Linked DNA regions of Mus musculus: region 2 is linked to region 1. Evidence: chromatin contacts called from public promoter capture Hi-C data. All regions are on one chromosome and are shown on one strand. Each heading gives the region's core, a stretch centred on a gene start, on an enhancer-like site or on the middle of the called end of the contact. The rest is flanking DNA. Distances are from core to core; before and after follow the strand shown.

Region 1 (6,462 bases), core at 3,504-6,003:
GGCCAGTCTGGGCCTCAGAACTTACAAGCAAAGAGAAGTGACTCAGGCTTGCCATCTAGTGGCAAATACTAAATAGACACCCTTAGCAGAATGCCCTCCTTACTTTCATTCTTGGGTCATCAACAAGTCATGAATCTGTAAATAATAGAATTAGATGCTAAACACCAATTTGAAAAGCTTAAAGGGATGTATTTTTGTAATTTTAAATAACACACATTTCTCAAGTATTTTACTCAGAATTTGGACTAGAATTTAAAATAAATTTTGATAGTTCAAAAGTGTTTCTTTGAACTATTTCTTACATCTCGAAGTGCCTATGTAAGGCTTGGCTAAAATAGCTATTGTCATGTCACCAGACCTCAGAATAGAAGAAGCCAGCATCCCATGATTCTTGGTAAAAAAACATCCAGTGCTTGGAAAACAGTGCACTAGCTGAAATGTAATAGCCTAAGTATGTAACTCCTAGGAGAAAATGTCCTTGGTGTAGCCATCCCAACTTTTACCCAGTCAGAGCCTCATATGCATCAAAGTCATTTTTATTCTCTTAACACACACTTACAGCTCTGCGTTTCTAGGATGCAGAAAACATAGGACCACATTTGATGGGGGCGGGAGTCCACACTGGATGAACTGATTGAAAAAGTTCAAAGTTCCTAGTTTTCACGAATAGTTCAGTATAAACCTCCAAGCAGTGTAAGCTATGGCTGGTTGTAATGCTAAACTGAATCCCTGGGTGGAACGCTGTACTTAATTACAAGAAAAGAGACTTGAGGAGTTGTGCTGTGGACCCCATTTCTTTGACTCCTCACAGTAGCTTTTGTAATTCATGAATTTGTCTTATTCCTCAAATCCGCCCTCCCCCCACCCCCGAGTGTGACCTGAGATGATGTTGCCACTCATCAATGTTTTATAAGTTGAATATTAACTGAAATTCCTCAGATCTGACCTTAAAGAATCTATACAAGGCAGACATTGCTCTGTAAGGAAGGATGGGTGGTGGTGGCACACATGCCTTTAATCCCAACACTTGATAGACAGGTTCAGGGCCAGCCTGGTCTACATAGTGAGTTCCAGGATGGCCAGAGCTACACAGAGAAACTCTATGTTAAAAATCAAAACAAACAGCAACATCAAAAAGCTTTCTGTGGAAAGAATGACTATAATACTATAATACTATAATATAATATATAATATATAATATAATACTATAGTATGGCCTCCAACTTTAGCCTGAAAAGAATGAGTTTTCTTTTCACTCCAACATTATTCTGTGCTCTCGGTTATTTTCATGTCATTTTTATAGAAAACAGAAACACACTGTAAATATTATTGAATGGTAAAGAAGGAAGAAAAACTGTACAAGCATGAACTCATATATTCCCAGTCTTATAGCAGCCAGAGTTGTTTTAGCTTGAAGAGCAGAGGTCAGAGTGCAGCTGTGAGACATCAGTCCTCACATATGCCACATATGTTGACATAGGGTACCAAGTCTCTGATGCTATGCTGTGCATTGCCAGCTTCAGGACAGTTCTAACCCTGCCTCCCATCTTTCTATGGAAGTGCTAGGGTCACAGATGCATACCACCTCATTCAGCTTTTCACACTGCTTTCAGGGATTGAAGCAGGTTATTAAGCTTATGTGACTAACACTATTACCCATTAAGCCATCTCCCCAGGCTCCAAGTCTCTTTATCTAAGTAGCAAATAAACTCTCAACTATATGGTGTTTTATGGCACACTTGACAGATAGACTATGGACTCCCTTGATTCAACTAACTCAGACAGATTTGGCAAAGCCAGAAGCCAGCATCTTATTATCCAGTCAGAGCCAACATCCTTATCCCTGATCTTGAGTCTTGTCTCTTGACTTGGTTGGAATTTTAAATTTCACAGCGCTGCCCTGGGGATGAGAGGACCGGGATTCTATTCTTAGTGTAATTAGTGGCCTTGAACAGATGATCTCATGACAGGGTCTCCCCCTTCACTGTAAACTGAGAAGGTTAGCTAGATGACCCCAGAGGCTCTTTTTGGCTCTAAATTTGGTGACTCTGGAAACACCTGCTCATGCCATTTATGTGTTCAGTGTCTTTCTTCTACTTTTCCAAAATGTTCTAACTCATGGCTATTGTTATCATACATACAAACGTTTTTAAACCTTTTTTTTTATAATTTGCTGTATTGTTTCTTAATGGTAGCTGGTCTTTCTCTATTAACTCTTATTAAGTATTGTGTATATTCTGTTCCACTTTGAAATTGGGTTAGCAGGCATGCAGTTGTGAGTAAAACTATTTCTAAAATGGAGACCAATAATTTGGGTGTGTTTGTTATTTTGAGATGAATTCAAATGTTCAAATGGCTTACAAATCATCTGCATTACACAATAAATGACGTGTTTTCTATAAAATCGTTCTCATTTTCACACTTTAAAATGTTAAATCATTTAAGAACTAAAATTATCACCATTGCTGTGGGAGTACATACACCATCATTAGTTTTTTTTTCAGTTTATATATCTTGTGCATATAACGATAGCCCCTCTTGTTAAAATGAATTGCTTGGAAGCTCTTTAAAGCAGTTTTGAACAGTTGTTGTCTTTATATCCTATCAGTTTGTTGATGTGCTTACTCCAGAGACAGAGACAGAGACAGAGACAGAGACAGAGACCAAGAGAATATGTATGTATGTACATATATTTACAAAATTATTCAGCAGAAAGGGCTAGAAGATATTCACATTAGTGTTAAATTTGAAGTGACTCATTGGCAAACCTACATACAGTATAAGAAGCTAAAAAAAAAAGGGGGGGACTGTAGTTCTTTTTTATTAGCACAGGAAAAAGGATATTGAAAAAGCCACAGGGAAGACCAGAGTCCATAGCACAACATAGCTTCTGAAAGTCAGCCAAATGCTATTTGACTTTCTGATAGAATTATGGAAAAGGCCTTTTGTCTTTCTTCTCTTCAGTTATTGTTTATGGGTTTGTGTCTGTTTGTTTGGAGAGCAGGATCTCATGGAGCCTAGGCTGGCCTTGAACTTCCCCAGTATCTGAGATTAGCCTTAAACTGCTGATCCTCCTGCCTTTACCTCTCAGGTTCTGGGATTCCAGGCTTATGCCAACATGTCCAGATGCAAAGCCTAGCTTGAATTACAGGGAACACATAGAAACTCAATGATTTAAAATGAAGAGTCCACAGGAGTATTATTTGATAACTCCAGCTAATGGTTCTGAGCAAAGTTTCTTATTCGTCCTCCTGTATGCATTAGCAACGAGGCAAGCAGGAGGGACCAACTGTAACTCTCTGTCACTCCATGTATCTGTTTGCCTTACAGTCTTATGAAGTAAATTCATCTAATTGGTTAAGGAAGAAACAGAGGCCACAGGATTACACAGTTAAATGGGGGCAGAAGTATTGAGCCCTCGGTCCCTATAACAATATTCCAGGGTCCCCAAACTGGTTCCAAGTCCTGCTCCTCCTCTCAGAGGTCTTTCTGTGGGCTTTGTCAAGATGTTTTAGCTCTCTAAGCCATGGATATAAGTAAGATCCGGTGAATAAAACTGCAGACAGTTGCTAAGGTGGTAAACTGACACGAAGCTCCACTTGACATCCTTAGCACAGAGCTTTGCTTAAAGCTGCTCCCAGTGAATAACTAGTGTTGCTATTGTAACTATGACGATTGTGGCTGCCCCTGGAAATATGAATCCTAGCTCTCTAAACATAGGGAAGCATTTCTTTCGGTTATTCTGCCTGTATAACGTCCTTCTATGGAAGTAAAGAAGCTGGAGTTGGTGGCTCAAGACCCTAATTCCAGGACATGGAAGACTGAAGCAGGATTGTACTAAATTGAGACCAGTTTGAGAGGCAATATTGAGTTTTAGGCTAGCCTGTTTTGCTAAGCAATGTTATATGCTAATTAATTAGTCAGTTGACTAAATTAGATAAATATATGGTTGCCCTGACCAGTTTACCATTATTAAGCAATTTAGCTCCTTATGGGATGGAGCTTGGAGGTAGGCAAAAAAAAAAAAAAAAAAAAAAACCAACAAAAACCAAAAACATGAAATTATGGCATGCTTCAAATGACACATTGTTATATTGTACAGTCGGAAAACTTTAGCTTGACGATAAGAGCTTATTACTTAAAATTCAGTGTAACTGATTTGCTATATTGGCCCTAAAGACTTTATTGACTAAAGTAAACCACTATTCTCTCTCTCTCTCTCTCTCTCTCTCTCTCTCTCTCTCTCTCTCTCTCTCCCTCTCTCTCTATATATATATATGCCCCATTTCTATTTTGCATAAAGGCAAACATTCAATATGTTTCAACATACATTTTGACTCATGCTTGCTGGTGTGTGTGTGTGTGTGTGTGTGTGTGTGTGTGTGTGTGTGTGTGTGTGTGTATTTCTTTTTTTTTTTCTCACACATTTCCACTTCATCCCTGGCCAGACTAACAAAGACACTGAAACTGCATCTCACTGTAGAGAGAGAGGGAAAGAGAGGGGATGGAGGAAGAGGATGGTTCTTGCTCCTAAAAAAAGAGTCTACTTTCCAAATAAAAGAAATCTAAATTGTCATCATGTGCTGCTAGCAAGCAGATCTCTCCTGGCAAGTTTGAAAATGCTAGGCTCCATTATAAAAGTTAAAAATGTCCTGGACCTGGAGTTGTTTACCCAGAGGATATAACTGCTCTAAAGTTACAGAGCTGTGGTTGGAAGCAGCAGCCTTAAGGCCGCCTCCAAGTCCCTGACGTCATAGTAGCCCAGCTGCTGTTGTGACACTGAGCAGAGTAGCTCTTTGAAGTTCAATTTGCAAAGGCGTTTGTCAGGACCACTGTGGAAGATGAATGGATTTTGTTTTATAAAAGAACCACTGAGACTGTTCTTTAAGACAACTAGCTCTCTGCCCCACCTCTGCCATTGCTAGACTGGCCACACAGAGCCTGACCTGCTGCAGGACGACCCCCAAGTGTAAGAAGGTATGTTTCTTCTTGGCAAACTTGAACGAGCAAACTGGGTAGAGCAGGATACTGCTTCTGAATCTTAGATTAAAGATGAGATTTAAGTAAGTGTGTTTTCAGCATCTCCTGACCTGGCTGTGCTTGTGGCTGGGCCTCCGAACAGTGGGCAGGGTACATAAGGGATTCAACTGCCTTGGAGAAGGGGCTGTTCAACTGCTAAGGGTGGATTTCTAAAGCTTGGACTGACAGCAACATCCTCATCCTGAGACTGTTTCTCATTCATTCTCAGCAGTTCAGAAAAACGTTGCTCAGTGTAAGTTTCTATTAACTATTTATTAGAATGCAGTCTGTGGTGGGATGAAGTTATTTTTAATATCTGTGATATAAAATTTACAACCTGTGAGTTCTCTGTTATTTGAAATTTGTAATTTAAAAAAAAATGTAGTTTTATTCAAAACTACTATTACACTCCAGGAGGAGTATTTTTCATAATGTGAGTTAAAAGACACTGGTGTTTGTTTCCTGCAAACCAAGAGTTGTTTTTAATCAAAGCTTGTATCTTATTGGTTAAGGGAACTAAAACTAATGCGCATGTGGCTTAAATTGAGACTATGAGGAGATCCAAGAATAAAGATGGTGACCCGATGAGAAAACAAGATTGGCTTCTTTGGAATTCTTTGTGCTGCATTTCTTTGACCTTGCTAGAAAACAAGGAGCAGGCAGAAAGAGCAATGAACAGCAGTGAATTTTTTTTTCATTTTAATCTTCTAATAAAACCGAATGGGAGGTCTCTGGATAGATGCATTTGCTGATGAACAGCACATGAGCAATAGGATTCCTTAATTGCTTAAAATGGTTCCAGTGGTGGAAAATAACCTGGAAAGTAAGGGAGGGAATTACTTTGAAGATAGGTGACACAGTACTTTGAGGTATAGGCACAGAAGTTCCTAATCCCACAAAATTCATTGGGAGCAACTTATTGCCAGGCCAAATGATTTCCTCTAAGAATTGTGAAGTTGGAAGTATTTGCTGTCTCTGACATTCCTTCTGCAGTGTGCATCCTCATGTTTGTAAAGGACTTGAAATATAAGAAATGCAATATGCGCCAGGCAGTGGTGGCGCATGCCTTTAATCCCAGCACTCTGGAGGCAGAGGCAGGCGGATTTCTGAGTTCGAGGACAGCCAGGGGTATACAGAGAAACCTTGTCTGGAAAAAACTAACAAACAAACAAACAAAAAGAGAGAGAGAAAGAAATACAATATTGCCCAGAAAAAAAAACGAGAAAATAATGGGCACAAACTCAAAGCAGAATTTTCCTAAGACCGAAGCAGTAAGATCAACCCTCCTGACATGCCTTAGTTGGCTAAAATCCAGTTTCAGCAGGCAAGATGGAGTTTGAAATGGTCATAACTGTGAAGTAGAAAGCACTGAGCATGCCTTGGGTAAAGATGTATGACCATGGCCAAACTGAGGTGGGTCTAGGGACCAAGACTGCAACAGTA
Region 2 (6,389 bases), core at 1,070-3,569, 1.4 Mb after region 1:
AAAAACCAACCCCCCCCCCAAAAAAAAAAAAAGAAAAAAAATCCAATCCCAAAGATAGAGTGCCAAAAATAATGTGTGTATATACATGTATGTATTTTTTAAATCTTTGTGTGTGTTTGTTTCTTTTTTTTTTCTTTTCTTTTTTTTTTTTTTTCCCCTTTGGTAGTGCTGGTGGTCAAACCCAGGGCCTAACATGCTTACATGCCTGGCAAGTTCTGGTAGTTCACTGAGCTACACCTCTGGCCAGTTTTTCTTTTTTCTTTCCTTTTGGGGTTTTCAAAACAAGGTTTCTTTGTGTAGCTCTGACTATCCTGGAGCTTGTTGGCCTCAAACTCAGAAATCTTCCTGTCCCTGTCTCCCAAATGCTGGGATGAAAGGTATGTGTCACCACCACCAGGCTTCTTTACAGTATGACTTCCCAGAGCAAAATACTGAAGAGAAGCCAATTGTCTCTAACTCAGAAACAATGTTGGTAAAACTATAAAATAAAGCACTGAATGCCTATTAAAAGGAATGTAAAGAATTACTACTGCTATGAAATTATTTCTAGGCTAGTCTTTTTTTTTAAAGCACAAAACAGAAAAAGCTACCCTGTGTAATGTTCTACTATGCTGTTCCAGTTGTAATTTTTATAGACTATTCTAGGACCTGCTTCAACAGTTCCTCCAATATTTCCTAACAAATAATTCTCAAAAGTTAATTTTTATATAGCTACAATAATTTCTTCCCAGTAACTGTCCCCTTATATCTAAAACAAGCAAGTCCATTTGAAAGAGCATCTTAAAGCCATGGTATCTAAGGTGTTAACAATTTTAATTAGCAAAAGAGCAATTAAATCAGCTAATATTGCTAAGTATGAATTCAGGCATAGCAACACTTCTGTGGGTTCTCAAACATTGTTTCATTTTTCGATTCTAAGAGCTAGCTAGCTTTCTTTCTTTCTTTCTTTCTGTTTTTGTTTGGTTTGTTTGTTTGTTTGTTTTTGTTTTGTTTTTCAAGGGATTTCTCTGCATAGCCTTAGCTGTCCTTGAATTCACTGCATTGACCAGGTTGGCCTCCAACAGAGAGATCTTTCTGCCTCTGCCTTTCTGAGTGCTGGAATTAAAGGCATGTACCACTACCACTCAGCTATTTCTAAGAGCCCCTTAAAAATAATTCGTATCAATGCCATGAGACTCATACACAAAGAGTAAGACACTGCCCTTGGTACTGGTAAGCCCCCTGCTAAGAATATGTGATATGCCCTTTGCTTAAATGAATTCTAAAAATACAGTAAGAAAACCATACAGAGATCTGTGAGGCAAAGAATCATCTCTGACTTTTGTTGGAAAGATTCCTCAAACAAATTCTTCATGATGCTGGCAACCCTGATTATACCAAAACAAATAATTTCCTCTGCTCTTATTTGTATAATTATATATCAACAACTTATATAAGTGCAATCATTTCCTGTGTTTACAATGAATATATGTGTAATAAGAATTTTAAATGCAAGATGATAAATCTCTCTCAAAAGATTAACTCTTTATGAAGGATGATGAGATGTAAAAATGTTAGACCCAGGGGAAAGGGAGAGTTTTCTGGAATTTCCAGGCATGACATGACTGTTGCTCTCCCGATCTCGCAGCAAGTATGATTAACTACACTTGATCTGCACAGGTTTGAACCCTGTCGAGATCTTGTAACGAAAAGGGGAGTAGTTCATGAGGCTCTCACGGTAGATAAGGAAGATTCTTACAAGCTATTAACTGTAAGTATCAGTTCGACTTCAGACCCAGTCCTGAAACCCCATTCCAGCCCATTTCAGTCAAATTCACACTTCTTCACCACGTCCAAGACCTGTTTTCAGCAAGTTGTACGCTCTCTAACGATACTGGAAGAATACATAATTTTAAAATTACTATCTAGAGAAGAGGAAGACTCCCTAAAATAAAAGTAAAGACACAGGATGCTGCTGTGTTGCAAATGCATGCGAGGGAGGCGAGAATGCTGGGCTCTATCACTGCTATCTCTCCCTACTGAACAGCAAAGGCAACACTGGAGACCTCTGGGTCCCTGACAGAAGTCAGTCACTGTTTAGTTCGTCTGCAGAGACAGAAGCCTGCGAGCAGGGATTGGATGCCTGGTCCCCACCCACCCGGCCTGTCGCCGCCCACCTCACAGTGAAAGAGTTCAGTTTTGGGTTCCTGACCCGCCGCCACGCGGCAGAACACGCAGTTGCTGTCATAGTTCCAGGACTCCGAGGTCCCAGGCGAGGACCCCTCGGGATCCGGCTCTCCGACCAAGCCCGCTTGCTTCTCAGCCATGGCGGCCGAAAGGCGACGTCAGGATCAGCTGAGGTGCGCAAGGCCCGCCTCGGGCGGATGCACCTGGAATCGCCGCCCTAGGGTGGCCCGCCTAGTGACACGGAGTCTGCGCACGCGCAGGGCCAGACTCTGGGTATGGGACACACCAGATAGCTCGGCCTCTAAAAGGGCGACGATCAGAGGGCAAGCCCGGCGCTCCGTGATGACGAAAGCAGCGCAGCCGCAGGAGCCCACTGCTCAAAGGCGTTTTCTGACGGGAAGACCTATCCAGGGGTTGGTAACATTCATCTAAAGTGTAAAGGATATTGCTTTCACGTCCCTATAGTGTATTACACTCCCGTTACAAAAGAAAAAGAGTATAGAAATTCGATTCTTTTAAGGGTATGAGAGGATGAGTCAAACGTATAGAGAGCCTTGTTTGGCAAAGTGAAATTTCCGAGTTTCCTGTGTACTTACTTGTTCAGCCACAGTAATTTTAGGATCTGAAACCAAACCAAACAAACAAACCCGGCCAAATTGGTCTCTACATGTTTGCTTTTGTTTATAGTACAATGTAAATCGAAAGGGTCTCCTATCACACATATGTCATATGGAGAGAAAAGGTAGTAATTGAGAAATTCCCTGCCAGGTCACCTGATTCATTGTAACAATTTTCTCTTGTATTCCCGGCTATTTAGGAAAGAGAGGGAGAGAAACCCTTTGGGAACAATCATGCGCGGAAAAGTATCAGTTCTTAAGTATGATGTGATCTCACCTTTTTACAATACATGGCATTTGCTGAGCACCAAATACTCTGTTTCTCTAATTGTGAAAACTCCCAAGGTTGATTATTTTATTACAGGTCTACAGAAAGAGACAGATTCAGACTTATTTTCTTACCACTTACCCAAATGATAAAATTCAAATAAATGTCTAGTTCTAGAACCCATAATAACACTTAGTGTGACTTTAAACTCAGTAGTGATTTTAAGTGAATTATCTTGTAATCTGAAACAGTAACGTAAGTTAAGTAAGAGTACATGCACATTCACGTTGCATTTAATTCCCTTTGTAGTTAACCATATGGTGTGCAATCATGACAATAGCTTCTCAGATCATCACAAGTTTGAGGCAGGACTCAGAAGCAGAAAATTTGACTTTGACACATTTAAATATTATCATGTTCCATGTCTGTTCTTACACTTTCATATCACGCTGCTTTTTTATGGTGTGTGTATGCATGCACACACACAGTAGCTGTATGTCTTTATCCATGTAGGTACTTGAGTACTTGGGCTGCCTCTTGGGCCATGGTGGGGGGGGGGGTGATCTGTAGATGCCTTTCATAACTGCTTGTTTGATATTGAAAGCTTTTGAGTTGACTTTGGCTTTGGTAAGGACAGGAGTTTCATCCTTTATTCTTGGTGCTATCATAGTGGAAATGTTCCCATAGACATTTCACAACAGTCTGATGAATAAAAGAATGATTTTCAGATCCCACGGGAAAACACTTTTGAGTTATGAGAGTTGCACAGTCACAAACAGAAGTGCTTTTTTAGTAAAGGCTATGAGTGGTAAGGGTCAGGAGCCTTGTATGGGGGCAGGTGGGGATGGCTATAACAAACACCAGAGCCTGATATTGTGAATTAAGCATTTAGGGCCCTGTCTGTATGCTTCCATATGGGTGTTGTCTTGGGATAGATGTTTGCACACAGTTATTATAGGGCAAAAGTTTTTCAGTTCTCTCTTCCTTGACAAAATGTTTCTTCCTCAGTAAGGCCAACTCTGACTAACCTTGCAACCGTGGTCTAGCCCCTTCCTTCCTCTTTAGCTTTCTCTATTTTTTTTCTATTGCAAGTCCTTTCCCACATACTTAAAATTATATAGTAGCATGCTACATATATGTTAACCCTATGCATTTAACTTAGGGTATATATTTATTTTTACTCCTTCATCTCCAATGAGTGCAGTCTCTACAGAAATTATCTTTTGTTCCTGTTCATATATGTACCAGCAGTAACTCTGCTACTCTATAGTAGTCAAGGACTACAATAAGAATTTTTGGTCTAATAACTGGAAGGCTGAAGCTGCCATTTACCAAGGTGAAAAACTGTGGGACTAACAGATGTGGGATGGTCAGGGAAGATCAGGCATCCTGTTCTGGGCATGTTACTTTGAGATGCTATATCAACTGAGCTGATGGGTATAGGCTGTTTATCGTTGTAAGAGTTCTAAAACGCTTAATGTCTTAGACCAAAAAGGTTTCCTTTATATAAATACACTCCTAGTTATGCTCACCACTGCTGCAATGAGTCACCATGAACAAAGTAACTTTGGGAAGAAAGGGTTTATTGGTTTTTTTTTTCCACCATTACTGTTCATTATCTAAGGAAGTCAGGACAAGAACCCAACAGGAACCTGGAGACAGGAGCTGATGCAGAGGCCATGGAGAAGTGCTGCTTACTGGCTTGCTCCACATGGCTTGCTCAGCCTGCTTTCTTATAGAAACTTATAGATCACCTTCCTGCAGTGGGCTGCACTCTCCCACATCAATCACTAATTTTAAAAATACCCTACAGGCTTAGTGGTACATGCCTTTATTCCCAACACTTGGGAGGTAGAGACAGATGGGTCTGTGTGAGTTTGAGGCCAGCCTGGTCTACAAAGTGAGTTCCAGGGCAGCCAGAGCTGCATAGTTAGACTCTGTCTTGAAATAAATAAATAAATGTCTTGGTCTTGTTTGCATACATAGCAGGCCAGCTGTTTCTGGTATTTATATAAAGGAACGGTATATGTGCTGTCTAGTTTTATGTCATTTTAACACAGCCTAGAATCATTGGAGAAGAGGGTATTGTAAATTAGTTGCTTTGTCAACCTGCCTTTAAGTGATTCAGCCACAGTAGTTTATGCCATCACCCACTTCCACTAGGTATGGCACATATAAAGCCCTGGCCACACCTCTCTCTCCCCCTCTCTCATTCCCTCTGTGTTGCCGGTAGTTTTAGAAACACAATACTGCCTTTGCCCAGGAGCTGCGATGGGGCTCTGACCCCTCCTGGCTCCCTTTGTTCCTTCTGGCTTCTGCCAGGCTGCCAGCACTGACTTGGCATCTCTCACTCTCTACCCTCCTTGCTCAGGGAGTAGACTGCACCACCAGCCCACTCCCATGACCCTTGTCCCAGGATGGGTTGCATTACCAGCCCCACCATTGCATCTGAGCATAAAAAATACAGTTTGTCACTTTTCAGCTTGCCTTTTGTGACAGTTTCTGGTCACACACAGAATCTCCTGCCTAAAAAGGCATGCCCTCATCAATTAATTATCCCCATCTCTCCTCCACATCCTTGGCTACCCTCCCATAGCAGGGACCAGCTGTCCCAAGGCCTTACATGATTTCAGTGTCCCTTTTCCTCCAAGGCATAGCTGAAAAGCCCCTCTCTTCCCTCATATGCCTTTCTTCTTGGGACTCGGAAGTCCCACTTGTACCTTTCACCCAGCAAATGGCTCCTGGTCTTCTTTATTAACAAATCAACAACCAATTAGGGAAATAGACCTTAGTATCGGCACCTCCCCTTACACCTCTGTCTTATTCATTCTTTCTGTCTGTCTATCTCTCTCTCTCATGTCCCCAGTTCAAGACTTTCAATCTCCACCCCCCACCCCCCAAACTCATGCCTTAAATCAGATGCATGGTGTGACTTTGTGACTTGACTGCAGCCCACCAAGGAATGGAGCCTCAGTTGAGAAAATCCCTCTATAAGATCTGTAGGCAGGCCTGTAGGTCATATTTTAACATTAGTAACTGATGTGAAAGGGCACAGCCCACTGCAGGGAGGTGGTCCAAGTTTCTATAAGAAAGGCTGAACACGCCATGTGGAGCAAGCCAGTAAGCAGCACTTCTCCATGGCCTCTGCTCCAGGTTCTTGTTCGGGTTCTTGTTTTGACTTCCTTAGACGATGAACTGTAATGATGAAACAAACCCAATAAACCCTATCCTTAGGGGAGATGTCACCTGTGCTTTATGACCTGCTAACCTCTATGCTATCTCAGAGACCACATTAGATTCTAGGCCATTCAGCTATAGAACCCACCTTCATGGTCACA

What was found. Promoter capture Hi-C pulls out the DNA fragments that hold promoters and counts their contacts.
Region 2: a promoter capture Hi-C map of cranial neural crest shows a contact between it and region 1. The contact joins the promoter of Hint3 here to the promoter of 9330159F19Rik in region 1. A contact is called at or near these places in 5 of 39 promoter capture datasets (cranial neural crest, hippocampal neurons, liver and 1 more), 1 of 484 Hi-C or Micro-C datasets (muscle stem cells) and 2 of 115 datasets of contacts at active chromatin or transcription factors (astrocytes and embryonic stem cells).

Annotation. Positions count from the first base shown.
Region 1 is chr10:29,206,890-29,213,351 of GRCm38.p6, forward strand. It overlaps 9330159F19Rik (RIKEN cDNA 9330159F19 gene), which reads left to right and starts at 4,754. Exons shown (of 6, transcript NM_001162537.2): 1 at 4,754-4,977.
Region 2 is chr10:30,616,047-30,622,435 of GRCm38.p6, forward strand. Hint3 (histidine triad nucleotide binding protein 3) reads right to left here and starts at 2,320. Exons shown (of 5, transcript NM_025798.3): 1 at 2,157-2,320. The coding sequence starts at 2,306.